Regions from separate parts of the Pan troglodytes genome. Here regions 2 and 3 are each linked to region 1. A link is a contact called in public Hi-C and HiChIP or PLAC-seq data. All regions are on one chromosome and are shown on one strand. The core of a region is the stretch at or near the end of the contact, and the rest is flanking DNA. Distances in the headings are between cores, read along the strand shown.

Evidence for each region. A called contact is a pair of places that touch in the nucleus more often than the background predicts. HiChIP or PLAC-seq counts read pairs in DNA pulled down with a chosen protein or histone mark.
Region 2: a contact with region 1 is called in an H3K4me3 HiChIP or PLAC-seq map of stem cell-derived excitatory neurons, with 3 times the contacts expected there. The contact joins the promoter of CAPN15 here to the promoter of DECR2 in region 1. A contact is called at or near these places in 1 of 7 Hi-C or Micro-C datasets (stem cell-derived neural progenitor cells) and 1 of 1 datasets of contacts at active chromatin or transcription factors (stem cell-derived excitatory neurons).
Region 3: a Hi-C map of stem cell-derived neural progenitor cells shows a contact between it and region 1, with 2.9 times the contacts expected there. The contact joins the promoter of PIGQ here to the promoter of DECR2 in region 1. A contact is called at or near these places in 1 of 7 Hi-C or Micro-C datasets (stem cell-derived neural progenitor cells) and 1 of 1 datasets of contacts at active chromatin or transcription factors (stem cell-derived excitatory neurons).

What each region holds. Positions count from the first base shown.
Region 1 is chr18:2,751,070-2,753,945 of NHGRI_mPanTro3-v2.0_pri, reverse strand. It overlaps DECR2 (2,4-dienoyl-CoA reductase 2), which reads right to left and starts at 1,462. Exons shown (of 9, transcript XM_024349616.3): 1 at 1,249-1,462. The coding sequence starts at 1,328. It overlaps NME4 (NME/NM23 nucleoside diphosphate kinase 4), which reads right to left. Exons shown (of 5, transcript XM_063796375.1): 5 at 2,620-2,876.
Region 2 is chr18:2,882,607-2,885,573 of NHGRI_mPanTro3-v2.0_pri, reverse strand. CAPN15 (calpain 15) reads right to left here and starts at 1,661. Exons shown (of 13, transcript XM_024349628.3): 1 at 1,189-1,661. It overlaps LOC134808720 (a long non-coding RNA gene), which reads left to right and starts at 1,811. Exons shown (of 2, transcript XR_010152204.1): 1 at 1,811-2,744.
Region 3 is chr18:2,928,009-2,931,166 of NHGRI_mPanTro3-v2.0_pri, reverse strand. It overlaps PIGQ (phosphatidylinositol glycan anchor biosynthesis class Q), which reads right to left and starts at 1,747. Exons shown (of 11, transcript XM_024349631.3): 1 at 1,427-1,747. It overlaps NHLRC4 (NHL repeat containing 4), which reads right to left. Exons shown (of 2, transcript XM_016929013.4): 2 at 1,727-3,158. The coding sequence ends at 2,803.

The DNA of each region.
Region 1 (2,876 bases), core at 213-2,712:
TCCCAGCACTTTGGGAGGCCGAGGCAGGTGGATCATCTGAGGCCAGGAGTTCCAGACCAGCCTGACCAGCATGGTGAAACCTCACCTCTACTAGAAATACAATTAGCCCAGCGTGGTGTTGTGCGCCTATAGTCCCACTTGGGCGCACTGAGGCTGAAGCAGGAGAATTGGGAGGCTGAGGCAGGAGAATTGCTTGAACCCAGAATGAGACTCCGTTTCAAAAAAAAAACTTTTTTTTTCCCTGCAGAACACTCAGAGAGAATTGTCAATACCTGTCCTTGGAGAACATAATTTAAAACTTTTTTTCTTTTTTTGAGATGGAGTTTCACTCTTGTTGCCCAGTGCAATGGCGCGATCTCGGCTCACTGCAACCTCCACCTCCCGAGTTCAAGTGATTCTCCTGCCTCAGCCTCCCAGGTAGTTGGGATTACAGGTGTGCGCCAGCACACCCGGCTAATTTTTTGTATTTTTAGCAGAGACGGGGTTTCACCATGTTGGCCAGGCTGGTCTCGAACTCCTGACCTCAGGTGATCTACCCGCTTCGGCCTCCCAAAGCGCTGGGATTACAGGCGTGAGCCACTGCTCCTGGCAAAAGATCAAAATTTTAATAGAAACTTGAAAATGTTGCCAATTGAAAAAAAGAAAAGGAAAAAAAAAAAAAAAAAGGATCTGCCCATTAGCCGAGTGAGGGCAGGTGACCGGGAAGGATCGACCTTTGCCCGGGCTGCCTTCCCTTGTGAACACCAAGGCGTTTGCAGGAAAATGAAGAGCTGCTGGGCAAAACCTGGCATTCCTGGGCCTTCTGGGTCTTCCGGAAAAATGATTTCAACCTAAAATTTTCTGTTAAGAAAGAGGCCAGGTTGGGCCGGGCGCGGTGGCTCACGCCTGTAAATCCCAGCACTTTGGGAAGCCGAGGCGGGTGGATCACCTGAGGTCAGGAGTTCGAAAAGAGCCTGACCAACACGGTGACACCCCCTCTCTACTAAAAATACAAAAAATTAGCCGGGCTGAGGCAGGAGAATCGCTTGAACCCGGGAGGCAGAGGTGGCAGTGAGCGGAGATCCTGCCACTGCACTCCAGCCTGGGCGACACAGCGAGATTCCGTCTCAAAAAAAAAAAAAAAGAAAGAAAGGAGCCAGGCAAGACAGGTTTCCTAACACGGGAGCCCTCGGGGACCACGTGGGGGCGCCGGCGCCCGCGGACCGGACCCCGCACCAAGGCTGCGCTCGCTTCCCAGGCCCCGCTCACCGCAGCAGGTCCGGGCAGAAGAGGTGGCGGTACGCGGGGAGACAGTCGTCCCCCTCCACGTCGGGCGGCGGCTGGGCCATGGCGCTCCCGTCGGGGACTGCAGGGACAACGGGCGGGAGCGGCCTCCGCCTCCAGGACCCGGCGCGCAGCTGCAAACTCGCCTGGAACCGGGAGCCCCGCCCCACTCCCCGGACGCCCCGCCCCTCCCCTGATTGCTTCCCGGAGGCCCCGCCCCTCCCCCCGAATTCTCCCCGGAGGCCCCGCCCCCGCCCGCGGCGCGCGAGACGCAGGCGCAGTGCGGGGCCGGGGGCGCGGTTCCCGCGGCAGAAGCTGGGCGGTCTGCGGGTCTTCTCCCCGAGTCTTTTTCACAGGTATTCGGCGTCAGCGCCGCGTTCAGAGCCTCCAGGACTTGTGGGATACCCCTGGCTCCTGGGTCCAGGCCAGGCTCGCAGCCTCTGGGCTCCCCGTTCGCCTCCCCGTAAACACCATGGGGAGGGCCGGGGCCCAGGAAAGCGCGGCCAGCCCCCCGCCGCTTCCCAAAATGACCCGTTTTGAGGCCAATAAAGAAGGGTCCGGGGCCGGGCGCGGTGGCTCACGCCTGTAATCTCAACACTTTGGGAGGCCGAGGCGGGCGGATCACGAGGTCAGGAGTTCGAGACCATCCTGGACAACATGGCGAAACCCCCTCTTTACTAAAAATGCAAAAATTAGCCGGGCGTTGTGGCGGGTGCCTGTAGTCCCATCTACTCGGGAGGCTGAGGCAGGAGAATCGCTTGAACCTGGGAGGCGGAGGTTGCAGTGAGCCGAGATCTCGCCACTGCACTCTATCCTGGGCGACAGAGCGACACTCCGTCTCAAAAAAAAAAAAAAAAAAAAAAAGGGTCCGTTACTTCTGTTCCGCGTGGGGGCCCGGGCGGGGCCATGCCGCGAACCCAGGACGGGGCGCCCCGCCCGCACCACTGTTGGAAGACGGGGGTCCGCGACGGCCCCGGGGGAAAAACACGCAGAGCCGCTCCTGAGCTGGACACAACTGCGGGCCAGCGGCTTCAGGGGCGTGACAGAGCCGCCAGCGCTACAGTAATGGCTGCCAGGCCCTTTCTGCGCTGGTTGGCCTCAGCCCGCCGGCCCCTTTCTGCCCCTTCCCGGGGAAGGCAGCTTCTTTGGCGGGATCACAGCACCGGCTCGCGCCTAGCTTGGGTTCTCCGGATTGCAGGCGTGGTCTCTGGACCCCTGCCTGGCTCATACATCCAACAACGTTATGGAACTAGGTGTGCAAAACTTCATCTTTACTGTTCAACTCCTTACAACTTGCATAAAAGCGTCATTTCTACCTCAGAGCTGGCGGAAGTCATAATTAGTGTACCACCCATGCGCTGGGCACAGTGAATTTTAATGCCTCCCCTTTAGAGGAGAGGTTACGATAACGTGAAGACACCCCCCCACCCCCACCACAAAGGTTGTCCGGCACTTTGGTGCAAAAAGGATTGGTCCAATCTTGTGCTGGCTTGGGGTACAGAAAGGCACTGAAGTTGGTGGCTCAAACTCCTCTGGGCTGGGGTGGGGCAGAGGTGAACAGGGAAGTAAGTGGTTTGGGACAGGCAGGTTTGGATGTGGGCTTGGGTTCTTGC
Region 2 (2,967 bases), core at 412-2,911, 130 kb before region 1:
GGTCACTGGCTCCTCTGCCAATCAAAGAGCTCTGGAGAGCCTCAGACACAGACAGAAGCAGGAAAAAGAGGGGTGCTCCTCCCGCAAGCAGAAGGACCTCGGAGGAGGCAAGGCACACCCAACCCAAGGCCAGGCCAAGCTGGTTTCCTGCAGGACCTGCCTCCCCCAGACAGGCCAGAAAAACAATTTCTCTTGCCCCACTTCACAGTTGAGAAGTCACTCAGAACCGGAAGGCAGAATCACCCCTATATCCTTGCCCAGCCCCAGACTCTGGAAACGCGGAGGCAATTACGGGGCACTCCCACACTGAACTGTGACTCACGTTTCCGCACCCCTCAGACCTGGGCAGAGGAAGAGATCCGGGTTTCCCGAAGGAGAAGCACACAACTCTTCAGCACCCAACGGAGTCCCAGTCTTCCCCACTGGCCCCACACACCCAGGCCTGGCCTCAGGTTCTGGGCCTCACCATTGCTTTCCGGGTCTTGTTACCTGCAGTCCGGTAACAAACTCCAGAGCAGTAAGGGGGCCGCGAGAGCTCGCCCGGCCAGGGCCAGCTGACCACACAAGAGTTCCCCCGGTCAGGACTAGAGGGGCCCCTTCTGCAGCCAGCAGGAAGACAGCAGATTTGCAACTTCCCAGCTGGTGCGGCAGCAGCCCCAGAGGAACACGGAAGAAAACACTGGCATGGCTGGCACAGACGGGGCTCCCGCCAGCCCCTCCACGCCAGGTGGCCGCCCCCAGGCCGTTCCCCAAGTGACAGGGGAGTGATGCCCGCACCAAGCACAACATCCCTAAGGCGGCCAGGACCGCACGATGGGCCCGGATATAAGGGCACTCAAGGACAGGCAGGGCCGAGGCCGCCTCCGGTGTGCGCGGCCCCCGGGGCTGGCCTCAAGTGACCCACATGGCCCAGGTCCCTGCCGACTTCCCGCCTTCCTCTGGGCTCCCCTGCGAAGCATCGCCCAAGCCCAGCCCTGGCCCCCACCAGCCTGGAGGCGCCAGCGGGCGGCGGGCTGACCCCACTCCGAGGGCCCTGCCGTTCCTGCCCTGGCTCGGAGCCCGGCGCGCTCGGCCCCCGAGGCCTCCTGCGCCCCGCCGAGCCCGCGCTCCCCGCCGCCCTCCGGGCCCGCGCTCCCCGCCCGGGGTCCCCGGCTGGGCGCCCGGCCGGGCCCGGCCGACGGGACTCACCTCCACAGCCCGGCGGCGCCGCCTCGTCCTCGCGGCCCGGGCAGCGCGGCCCCGGCCCCCGGGCCCGCTCGCCCCCGCCGGCCGATCCACAACTTCTGCCTCCGGAGAGCGGCGGGGCCCCTCTCGCCGCCGGCCGCGCTGCCCGGACGGCCTCCCGCTCCTCAGCCGCGGGGCGCCCCGACCCGGCTCCGGCCCCGGCCCCTGCCCGCGTCCGGCGCCCGCCTTACGCTGCCTTCGTAGCGTAGCGCCCGGCCCGGGCCCCGCGGCTACGGCGCGCCCGGGGCGCACGCGGCGCTGTGAATCGCGCGCCCGGACTACGGCTCCCACAGGGCTGCGCGGCGCCGCCGGGGCGGAAGCTCGGGGCGGTGCCTGCGCGAGGCAGGCCGGGAGTTGTAGTCCTCGGGTGGCGCCCTCCCAGTCCGCCGACCGCCCGGGCCACTTCTCCTGCCCGCGCTGCTGGAGACGGCCGGGCCCGAGGCCTCGGTCCCCGGGAGGCGCCGCGCTCCAGGATTATCAGGGAGTGGGGCGGCCCGAGGAGCTGGAACTACAACTCCCAGAGGGCCTTGCGAGGGGCACGGAGGGGCGGGGCCTGCAGCCGCGGCGTCTGCGCATCAGCGGCGTCACAGACCCGTGGGGCTCGCGGGTAGCCGGGCCGGGGCCGTCCGTGTCCCGCGGGGCTCTGGGCGGCCGCCCGACCGAGGACCCACGACTCCGCCCTGACCCCGCCGTGTTCGCGAGACCCGGAGACCCCTTCGCGCCTTCCAGGACCGCCCCTTTCGCGACGCTGGGTGCTGTGCTTGGTCCTGGCGGCCAAGAGCGGCAGTGGCAAGGGGACCGCCCTGGCCCGAGACGCGGCCTGGCCTCGCAGCGTCGCTTGGGCACAGCCTCTCTAGGCCCCTTCTTCCTCGATCGCGGAGGGACGCCATTAAACGGCCACGCCGGGCTCAACTGGGACGCGGCCCACGGCGCCCAACCAGGGCCTGGGGGAGGGAAGCCGGGGCGGCGACTCCTGGGTCCTTCCAGGACCCTTGCGCAGGCCTCATTCTCTCCCCGGAGGTCCCCTTCCCGCTGCCCTGAGGCCACTTTCCTGCCAGCAGCTGCTGGGCCGGCTCTCGGGAGAGTGCCTTGGCGTCAAGCTTATCAGGCTGCAGGGTGGGACGCGAGTGCTGAGGGCAGCCAGACTCCCGCTCTTAGGTGCAGTTGAGGAGCCTGAGAAGGCAGTGGCTCTGCGGGAGAGGGAGACACAGGAGTAGGGCTGGTCAGCCGAGATTCCGGAGAGACGGTTGTGGGCCGATTCTGTGGCGAGATTTACAAGTGAGAGGTTGGGTGACGATTGCTCCTGGGCCAGAAAATCTAAGCCAGTCTCGGCAAGACCTACAAGGCCAGGGCCAGTGCTCCTCAGAGGATATTCATGCTCCAGGAAAGCCAAGGATGGGCCTCCATCATGCTGAGATGCTGCAGCAGGGACACCTGTGTCCCACGTGGAGCTCGGCTTCTAGCTGCAGTCAGGGCAGAAGCTGGCAGGAGGAGTTTACTGCTGTCCTCGGAAGCTTTTGGTAAGGACACTTCATTCCTGTGTCTTGGACACCTCCCCCTAGGTCTGCTGCCCCCTCTGTGGAGACAGGCAGGGCAGCTGGATGTGCCGTTTGTTCCCAGACTATATCCATGCCAAAGCATCCCAAGTGCAGGAAATGTGTCCCTGGGGGCCAGTGGGGGTCTGGGGGCACAGAGGGCTGCAGAGTGAGAGCTGGCTCTCCTCTCTGCAACTTGGACAAGGCT
Region 3 (3,158 bases), core at 498-2,997, 180 kb before region 1:
ACACATACATACACACACACACGGGCACCAGGCTAGCCACGGGTGCCAGGCTAGCTACACACACACACACACACACACACACACAGGCTAGCCAGACACACACACACAGGCTAGCCAGACACACACACACAGACACACACACACAGACACACACACACAGACACACACACACAGACACACACACACACGGGCGCCAGGCTAGCCAGAAGAGCTTCCTCTGCTAAGAATGAGCCCGAGTGCTCTTGAGAAGCCATTCCCAGACCAGGCAGGTAGGGAGGTCGACCATCTAAAGTAGTAAGACTAAGACTTCCCTCTCCTCCCCGCGAATGAGGGAATGGTGGCACCCCAGCCCAGTTAGGACGGGCCAGGGCCATCTCTGGCTGAGCCGCCCCTCCCTGCCACCGCTCCACAAGAGCTCTGGAGAATTTGCGCTTCCCAGCGCCTTGTTTGAAAAATAAACACGAACCTGGCGCGGTGGCTCACGCCTGTAATCCCAGCACTTTGGGAGGCCGAGGCGGGCGGATCACTTGAGGTCAGGAGCTTAATACCAGCCTCGATGGGGGTGAAACCAAGTCTCTACTAAAAATACAGAAATTAGCCGGGCGTGGTGGTGTGCACCTGTAATCCCAGCTACTGGGGAGGCTGAGGCAGGAGAATCGCTTGAACCCGGGAGGCAGCGGTTGCAGTGACCCGAGATCGCGCCATTGCAGTCCAGCCTGGGCGACAGAGCGAGACTCCGTCTCAAAATAAATAAATAATGAAAAACAAACACGAGTTCAGCCTGGGCAACATGGTGAGACCCCGTCTCCAAACAAACAAACAAACAAACTTGCTTGCCTTCCTCAAGCAGGGCCTTCCCCTCTCATTTGGGAAGAGCCTATGATTCCGTTTTTTGCCCTTTCCTGCAACCCGGGACAACTGCGAAGGGCCCACAGCCAGGCCCGGGGCGCCGACCGCCCTTGCACAGGGTCCACAGGGGCCCAGGTCGGCGCGGGCCCGGGGGCGGCCCCACTTCTCGGAGGAGGAAGCAGCGGCGCCGCGGGCGGGAGTGCGGAGCCCCCAGCCCAGGCCCGGAGCCGCAGGGGCGCTGCCCGAGGTCCCGCCGCGCGCCGCCCACCCCCCTGCTCACCGGGTGCTTCCGGGGCCGCGCGCTCGGGCGGCGGGGTCCGGATGGGGTTGGGGACCCCGATGGGCGGGCCCGGGTAGACAACGGCGCTCGCTGCCTCCAGCCCCGCCGCGGGACCCGAGCCCCACTTCCGCCGGCTCCGCGCGTTGCCGCGCGACGGTCCGGCCCCCAAAGGCGCCCGGGCTGCCCGCCCGCCCGGCCCGAGCGTTCCGCGGCGCAGCGTGCCCGCCCAGTCCCCACGCCCGGACCTCCCGAGCCTGCCTCCGTGCCGCCAGCCCTGCGTCAGCTCAGTTTCCTCACCTGAGAAACAGACTGGATCTGGCCTTCGTGGAACTCGGACCCCGCCTGGCTCCCAGCCTCCCCAAGTGAACAGGTCCCCAGGCCCTGCGGGATTCCAGGAAGGCCCCAGCCCCAGCCCGGTCCCGCCCCCGTCACTCTGTTGTCTGCAGAGGGGCCGCCCCCAGATCCCCAAAGCCAGTGGTGCCGGGAATTTTGAGCCCTGGTAGGACCAGCCCAGAGGCTGCCGCCAGCGATCGTCAGGAGAGAACACACAGGCGTCCAGCCCCTCCCGATCCCAGGAACAAGACCCCAGCCGAGACCTCAGCAGCAACTCCGTTTATTGAGCACCTAACGACAGTGCGCAGCTAGTCCCCCACCCACAGGACCCAGACATATGAGGGACCGCTCAGGGGTGATGTCCTGTGATACAGGGGAGCCTCACCTCCCCACCCCACAGGGGTAGAGCCAGACACCGTCCCCTCCCAGCTCCCTCCCCCATACAGGCCCTTCCCTGGACCCCAGACCCACGGAGTAACCCAGACGCCTCTCCTTTCACGCCTCATCTCCCCACTTGTAAAATGGGAGGAGAGGGTTAGACCCCTATTTTTTCTCAGTTTTCCAAAGCAGCAGGAGTCTCTCCTTGTAGGAAGCTCCCCCAGACCCTCCCAGCACGGCTGCACTGGGAGGACAAACAGCATGGAGCTGTTTGTCCCTGTCTGCAGAATGAAGGCCCAGACAGCTTTCATTCATGGGGACGTGGAAGAAAAGGCATCCAGGGTTCAGCCAGCCATGGGCCTCCAGACACTCCAGGGTTGCCTCCCCCTTACCTCTGCCAGGCCCAGAGAAGCTACTGGAGGCTCAGGACTCCAGGTCCCTCTGAGGTTGGGGACATTTAGGGGCCACACCCCTGCCCCAGGCCGCCCCGCCCAGCCCATCCCAGCCACACCCTCCCTGCCTGTCTGCCCCTGATTAGGAGGCCTGGGCAGGGGCACCTGGTGGGAGAGCCTGCCTAGCTGTGTGCCGGCAGCTGGCCCAGGATCTCAAGGCTTCAGCTGCCAGCCCCAAAGTCCAGGCACAGGGCCTGAGGGGGCGTGGGGGGCATGAATGCAGGGGCCAGGGCACTGAATGGGGACAGCAGAGAGCGGCCCCGGCTGGGGAGGCTGCAGGCCTGGCAGGGGCAGCCTGGGAAGCAGACTCAGGGCTGCTCCTGAGATCCGGAGCCTCACCAGCAGGAGAACTCGAGCCAAGCCCAGGGCCCAGCCCAGGTGGTGCTGGCATCAGGCAGGCAATGCCCATAGCCTGGAGGCTCCACCCATCCTGAGGGTTCCTCCCGCGGTGATCCAAGGGCCTGGGAGCTGGCCTCAGGCACAGGAGGGCTGCTCCAACCCAGCCTCAGGTCAGGCCAGCTCCTTGCCCTGGTACACCTTGATGGAGTTGTCCTTGGCATCAGCCACCAGGAGCTGGCCCTGGGGTGCACAGGCCACTCCCAAGGGCTGCCCAAGCCCCTCTGACACCAGGCAGATGGGTGGCCCAGCCCGGGGAAACAGGGTCACCTGGCGCCTCTGCTCATCTGCCACAATAACGTTGCCCTCTGAGTTGGAGCAGATGCCCGCTGGGCAGCCGAAAGTGTGCCCCGTCCAGCCCCCCAGGGAGCCCAGGGGTTGGCGGGCACTGCCAAACAGCCTCACATCCCCAAACTCCTCACTCACAGCAAGGCCCCCATCAGGCCCTGGGCCCACCCAGCAGGGGCCCT